Linked DNA regions of Mus musculus: region 2 is linked to region 1. The links are chromatin contacts, called in public Micro-C maps. All regions are on one chromosome and are shown on one strand. The core of a region is the stretch at or near the end of the contact, and the rest is flanking DNA. Distances in the headings are between cores, read along the strand shown. Region 1 holds the start of Hpcal4 (hippocalcin-like 4). Region 2 holds the start of Oxct2a (3-oxoacid CoA transferase 2A).

The links. A called contact is a pair of places that touch in the nucleus more often than the background predicts.
Region 2: a Micro-C map of embryonic stem cells shows a contact between it and region 1, with 1.6 times the contacts expected there. The contact joins the promoter of Oxct2a here to the promoter of Hpcal4 in region 1. A contact is called at or near these places in 4 of 39 promoter capture datasets (cranial neural crest, embryonic stem cells, liver and 1 more), 1 of 484 Hi-C or Micro-C datasets (embryonic stem cells) and 2 of 115 datasets of contacts at active chromatin or transcription factors (embryonic stem cells and pancreatic cancer cells).

The regions. Positions count from the first base shown.
Region 1 is chr4:123,182,238-123,185,775 of GRCm38.p6, reverse strand. It overlaps Hpcal4 (hippocalcin-like 4), which reads right to left and starts at 2,272. Exons shown (of 5, transcript NM_174998.4): 1 at 2,152-2,272; 2 at 1,920-2,023.
Region 2 is chr4:123,322,174-123,325,504 of GRCm38.p6, reverse strand. It overlaps Oxct2a (3-oxoacid CoA transferase 2A), which reads left to right and starts at 1,826. Exons shown (of 1, transcript NM_022033.4): 1 at 1,826-3,331. The coding sequence starts at 1,919. It overlaps Bmp8a (bone morphogenetic protein 8a), which reads left to right. Exons shown (of 7, transcript NM_007558.3): 2 at 217-406; 3 at 796-944.

The DNA of each region.
Region 1 (3,538 bases), core at 1,023-3,522:
ACTCAAACCTGTGGGCACAGGCAGACCTTGTGAGGCTATGGTGTGGAACCCTCACCCATGCACTGTCTTCTGACACTGATCTAATGATCTAGGACTCCAGGGGAGAGTCTCCAGGTCTTTCTGCCCCTAAGCAAGCTTTCCCCCTTCCAATGGGACTTAGACAATTTCTGAGCATCTTGGATAGGGGGAAAGGTTCCTGATTCTTATTGTTTCTAAGTCTGTCTTCTGGAAGTTTTTCTCCTGTGCCTGCTGCACCTGAGCATCCCGCAGAAGCTTGGAGGCAGAGCCTAGGCTATAGTCACGCTCAGTGAATGTCACTTAGATTATGAGAGAAGAGCAACATGCCCTTCCTCTTGGTACTATGTCACACTGTTTTGTTTGTCTGTGATCTCCTATCAAGCCTACTTCAAAGACAATAGAACTCAGAGTCAGGGAAGAGAAAGGTTCACCCAAGGTCAACTGGAGCCCATCAGCTACAAAGCAAAGACCAGCGCCTATGTGGGTGCGTGCTCTGTTGAAGTCGTACCTTCTGGAGGGCTATGCTTCACTTGAGGAGGTACTCCTTGCTTCAAAAATCTCTGCCCCCTCCTCTGTGCTCAGAGGCTTCTTCTAGGGGGTCCGGGGTTAGGGGGTTCAAGTGGAGAGATGACAGTAAAAAGTAGGAGGGACTGAAGGAGGCAATAATCCCACACCCTCGCCTAGCTTCAGAGAAGCTGGTGCTGAAGCGGTTGCCATGGTGACAACAGCTCCCTGGTCAGGAGATTTTTCTCTTTCCCTCTCCTCCCTTTGCTCTTCCACAAGCAGCAGCAATGGCAGTAACAACCAGGTCTTGTTCCTCCCCTTCATAATAAAAGGCAAAAGTGACTCATACAAGGTGAGCTGTGTTGACCACCTATAATTTGGAGCTTTCATGCCAGGGTGGCCTGGTGGTCTGGAAAGGCCCCTAAGAGAATGAGGCTGTAGGATATGTAGGAGGGAGTAGCCTGAACCTTGGCCTGAGTGAAAAGGATGTCCCTACAGTGATGGATGGGGCCTCTCAGGTCTCCTCTGAGAAATATCCTAATGGTTTGAACAGGGCTTTGTTCTCCTGTAATCAGCTGTGGAACCAGAATATGTCAGACCTGGAAGGCTACTCAAGACCATCTCATCGAACCCTCCTCTGTCCTGCTCTTTGCCTATCTCATGAAGAATCTGAGAGGGAAAAGCCTTGGCTAAAGTCAAGCAGAGATCGAGGCGAAGGCAAGGCTTGCACTCTTCTGCTTTCTCATTCAGACATAGGGAAAGGAGAAAATGAGCCCACATGGACTCATCTTTGGCTTCATCTCTGCAAACAACAGGAAGCCGAGAGAGGGAGCAACAGGCACAAAAGGAACAGAGAAGACCGGGTTACAGAGAGAGGACCTGGTGCGTTCCTGTGTGAGGGATGATGAGGTTTAAAGGCTAGAGCTATGGGGTGGTCTTCTGGGAGGAGCAACCCTGGTTTATGCTCCAAGCAAGATAAAGGAAGAAGAGTGTGGAACCCCTGTCTAGTTGGGAGGCTACTAGAAGGGAGATGGTGAATGGGTCTGGAGTAGGAGCCTCAGGGGTCTTCATCCTTTCCTTAGGTATGCTGTGAGCTGTCAGCATAAGGGGCAGAGAGAGTGTAGTCAGAGAATGAATTTGCTATCGAGGTCTTTTGGGGAACAAGACCCTGAGATGGGAATGACAGTGAACTATTGGTGTCGGTGTGGGCTACCTCCAAGTAGAGGTTTCCATGAGGCTTGGTTCTAGAGGCAAGAGAACACAGGGTGACTGAAACCTCTCTTCTAGCACCAGTGACACCACACACCCCCAAGTAAGAGTGTGTGTGTGTGTGTGTGTGTGTGTGCGCGCGCGTGCGCGTGTGTTTGCACTGGAGCCAGAGGAATGGTTGTTCTTACCTGAGCTGGGGGTAAGGAGGCAGCTGTACCTCCTTCTTGAACTGGAGACCCGGCTTGAAGTGAAAGTTCCTGGCCCAAGGCGGGCTTCCCAGATGGCTGTCCACCTATGACAGACCCAGGGTCAGAAAGATGGATCTGAGCAGATGAGGATGGGAGTGGAAGGCGGAGGAGGAGGGGCTCAGGGCCTCCGCCCCGCGAGGTTGCTTCTAGGGCCCGGCCCCACCCTCATTACCTGAGGCCGCTCGCCGAGTCGCTAGATGGCTCCGAGCTTGGGCGGCCGCGGGGACAAGGCTGGCTATCAGGCGGACGACAGGCTCTGTAGGGTCCGCGTCGGAGCCGCCTCCCCAGTTCTTGTATCACTATTTGCTTCTCGAAGGCGACACGATTTGCATAAGACCCGCCTCCTCTCAGCAACTTTGGACATCGATTGGTTCGGCTGGCACCGAGTGACAGGCAGGGTTTCAGGTGGGGATGGGGTGGCCTGTGAGTCTAGGCTACCACAAGAGCGCGCCCCGCCCGTCCGCCCGCGCTGACCTTCCCGGAGTCGCCAGGATTGTAGAGGGCTGTACCCCCATCTGTTCCTCAACCCTGAGGCTCAGAGCCTGGGTCACAGTTTGGAGCGAAAAGTACCGATGATTAAAGTGGATTCGCAAAAAACAACCGCACCGTTGCTATGGGAACAGAAGAACCACAGTTGAATTTCTAAGCCTTCTCTTCCTGGGCCCCAGCGGGGGTGGGGGTAAGATAGGGGGTGATTCATAAGATGCGACCCCGTCTCTTGTCCTGCCCGTACCTGGAGGGGATCAATGAGGAGCTGCGGAGTGGCAAGGTGGAAAAGGGGAGATGGGGTGGTCAAGAACTCGCGGCTTTGCACCAGTGCCCCTCCACACCCACTCCTCTCCCGCCGTTTAGCAGAGGGGAGGGTGGGTGCGGCACGAGCTGGGTGGATGTGGAAGTATCCTCTACCTAGACACACGAGGGCGTGGGCTCCCTCCAGCCACCCCCACAACTCTAAGTCAGATCTCTTGTCAGGCTCTATCCTTACTTCTCGAGGACCCCTAAAAAGACTTGTTGGTTCTCCTCCAGAAGGAGCCTTTACAGTACGCCAAGCATTGCTCCATTCCCCACCCTCCCGCATTCCCGTCGCTTAGATGGAGCCGGTTCCCAGCCGCCGCCAGTCTCCGGCCTCGGATGTTGACACAAACCAGAGGCGGTTTACACTGAACGGGTCTGGAAGGTTTCAGGGAGGCGAAAACACCTCCTTTCCGCACTTGGGGGTCTCGTCACAGCCCGCTCAGTCGCCACGGATGTACTGGTGTCTGAGAGCTCACAACCCAAGGTGGTGGGAAAGAGCTCTAACGCCAAACTCAGGGCGAAAGGGGAGCAGAGATCCCTGGGCTGGGCCACGTGCGGAGGAGGGACTTCAAGGGATCTACCAAAAGTGGGGGCGGGACGCGTGGGGGATTGGTTAAATGGGATTGCAGATGCAGAAGAGGCCGGATTTCTGTCCAGGCAGCAAATGGTGGAGATGAGCGCTGTTTGGGGGACTAAGGACAGGCAAAGAACCGGTTTTTGGAGATTTGGTCTTAGAAACTCCCAAACAAAGCACAGCCAGGGGA
Region 2 (3,331 bases), core at 577-3,076, 140 kb before region 1:
GAGGCAGCACTGTGACTGTCTGTGCGTCCAGGGGCCTGCTGAGCACATCCTCAGCTTCCCACAGCCCCAAGTCCTGAAACCTGGTGAGCACCCAGGGCAGACCACAAGCCTGTGTGTAGAGAAAGCATGGGCCCCACCCAGGCTGCCTGGGGTCCTACTCTGAGCACAAGCCATCCAGGCTCCTGGTGATGACCCCACTCCCACTTTGTCTTCCAGTGGAACGCGACCGTACCCTGGGCTACCAGGAGCCACACTGGAAGGAATTCCACTTTGACCTAACCCAGATCCCTGCTGGGGAGGCTGTCACAGCTGCTGAGTTCCGGATCTACAAAGAACCCAGCACCCACCCGCTCAACACAACCCTCCACATCAGCATGTTCGAAGTGGTCCAAGAGCACTCCAACAGGTACCGTCCCTCTGCCCAGTGCCCACCCCACCTCATAGCCTTATGGTCTCTGGCAGGGGTCCTGTCCAGGGGGTGCATTTCCAAGAAAGGAAAGGGAAGTCTCCTGGGAGAGGGGCCTCAGACATGAGAAAGGGGTTTGGCCTGGAACTCCTGCCCTGTCACTCTGGCTGTGGGGCCCTCACTAGGTCACAGCACTGAGCCAGTGTCCCCATCAGCACATGGACTCTAAAATGTCAAGGGTTGATTATCAGGGAAATGTGGAACCAAAGACACCAGCCCAGAGTCAAGCAGGGAAGAGACTCTGAGAGTGGTCCCCAGGCAGGCACAAGATACAAGCAGCTGTGCCAACCTCCCTTGGCCCTTGGTTAATTGTCCTTTCATGTCCACAGGGAGTCTGACTTGTTCTTTTTGGATCTTCAGACGCTCCGATCTGGGGACGAGGGCTGGCTGGTGCTGGACATCACAGCAGCCAGTGACCGATGGCTGCTGAACCATCACAAGGACCTGGGACTCCGCCTCTATGTGGAAACCGCGGATGGTGAGGCTCCAGGACTTAGCAGGGAGCTGCCCTGGGGTCTTGGGAGGTGGTTCCAGCAGAGGCCACCGGGCTAGTACACAGAGACCTCTCACTGTGTGGGTGTTGGGAGGGAGATGTTTAGCCTTTATTGAGGACTTGGGCAGAATGGTCAGGTCCTGGACATGGGAAGGCCCCAGCCAGGAATGCCTTCTGGTCCACCTCATACATAGCAACTGACCTCCTGAGAGCCAGGATCCCCTCCAGGAAAGGGGTCCTTCTCTCTGGGCAGCAAGCCTCCACTCTGACAGGTTCTGTACTAGGAAGGAGGGGTGGGGGGATCTGCACCCTAGGTTTCCTGAGCTCAGAGCTATCACAGCTCTGCAGAGTTGTAACTCAGCAGGGAAGCCTGTTTCCTTGGGTACAGATGTTTCTACTTCACTCACAGGGGTTTCCTGGGACATTTCCTTATGTTGGGCAGGGAGGACAGAAAGGACAACAGGGCAGGAACAGTCTCTCTGGAGTCCAGCAAAAGGCTGGAAGATAGGTTGGAAAGGGAGGACAGGGAGGTGGCGGGCAGGGGTCACTCTAAGTTAGGGAAACGTGGCACAGCGCTAGGAGAGTTTAGAGTTTAACAGGAGGGAGTGACAGATGGGACTGTGGCTTTAAAAGACCGGCTAACTTCAGCCCTCCCTCCAGGAGTGGGGGATCCTAACCTGGAACTGCCCCATCCCCACCTCTGCCCTGGGGCGAGCTCTCTTAGGTACAATGGAGTCCCAAACAGGGGTTTCCAGTGTCTGTCCCAGGCTCTTGAGAGACAGGCTGGGCAGCAGGGATGGCCAAGGGTGTCCTCAGCTGAGTGAGACCCACGGCCATCCCTGGCAGTATCCTCCTCCCTGCTCTGTGACGCAGCGCAGAGGTAATGTGCACTGCTCTGCAAAGGTGAACCTGGCCTTTCTCTCTCTGTCCCGGAGCTGGGAGCCCCGTGGCCGTGGACGATGGCGGCGCTGAGGCTTCTGGCCTGGGCGCTCCCACGTGGGGTATCTGCTCTCCGCCCACCACCCGCGCTGCCCCACCGCCTTATCCGCCGCTATGTTTCGGACCGCAGCGGGAGTGTCCATTTCTACACGGACCCGGTGAAGGCGGTGGAGGGCGTCAAGGACGGGTCTACCGTCATGCTCGGGGGCTTCGGGCTCTGCGGCATCCCCGAGAACCTGATCGGTGCGCTGAAGACCAAGGGCGTGAAGGACCTGAAGATCGTCAGCAGCAACGTGGGCGTGGACGACTTCGGCCTGGGCATCTTGCTGGCCTCCAAGCAGGTCAGGCGCGTGGTGTGCTCCTACCTGGGGGAGAACGCGCTCTGCGAGAAGCTCTACCTGGCGGGCGAGCTGGAACTGGAGATGACGCCGCAGGGAACTTTGGCCGAGCGCATCCGCGCGGGTGGCACTGGCGTGCCCGCCTTCTACACGCCCACAGGCTATGGAACGCTGGTGCAGGAAGGGGGCTCTCCAATCCGGTACGCGCCCGATGGCCACCTGATTACTCTAAGTGAGCCGCGAGAAGTACGCGAGTTCCAGGGCCGCTTCTACCTGCTAGAGCACGCTATCCGCGCTGACTTCGCACTGATCAAGGGCTGGAAGGCCGACCGCTCCGGCAACGTGATCTTCAGGGGCAGCGCGCGCAACTTCAATGTGCCCATGTGCAAGGCCGCGGACATCTCGGTGGTGGAAGTGGAGGAGATCGTGGACGTGGGTACTTTCGCCCCGGAAGACATCCACGTCCCCAACATCTATGTGGACCGCGTGATCAAGGGGCCGAAGTTCGAGAAGCGCATCGAGCGCCTAACCACACGTGACAGCAAGCCCGCGCCCGGGAGCAAAGACAATGACCCTTCCAGGACGCGCATCATCAAGCGCGCGGCTCTGGAGTTCCAGGACGGCATGTATGCCAATCTGGGCATCGGGATCCCTGTCTTGGCGAGCAACTACATCAGCCCCAAGATGACCGTCTACCTGCACAGTGAAAACGGAATCCTGGGCTTGGGCCCGTTCCCTTTGAAAAATGAGGTAGATGCCGACGTCATCAACGCAGGCAAGCAGACAGTGACGGTGGTTCCCGGGGGCTGTTTCTTCGCCAGCGATGACTCTTTTGCCATGATCCGTGGCGGACACCTCCAACTGACCATGCTTGGGGCCATGCAGGTTTCTCAATACGGCGACCTGGCCAACTGGATGGTGCCAGGCAAGAAGGTGAAGGGCATGGGCGGGGCCATGGACTTGGTGTCTAGTAAAAAGACCAGAGTTGTAGTCACCATGGAACACTGCACCAAGACAAAGCAGCCCAAAATCTTGAAGAAATGCACCATGCCATTGACCGGCAAGCGCTGCGTGGACCTCATCATCACTGAGAAG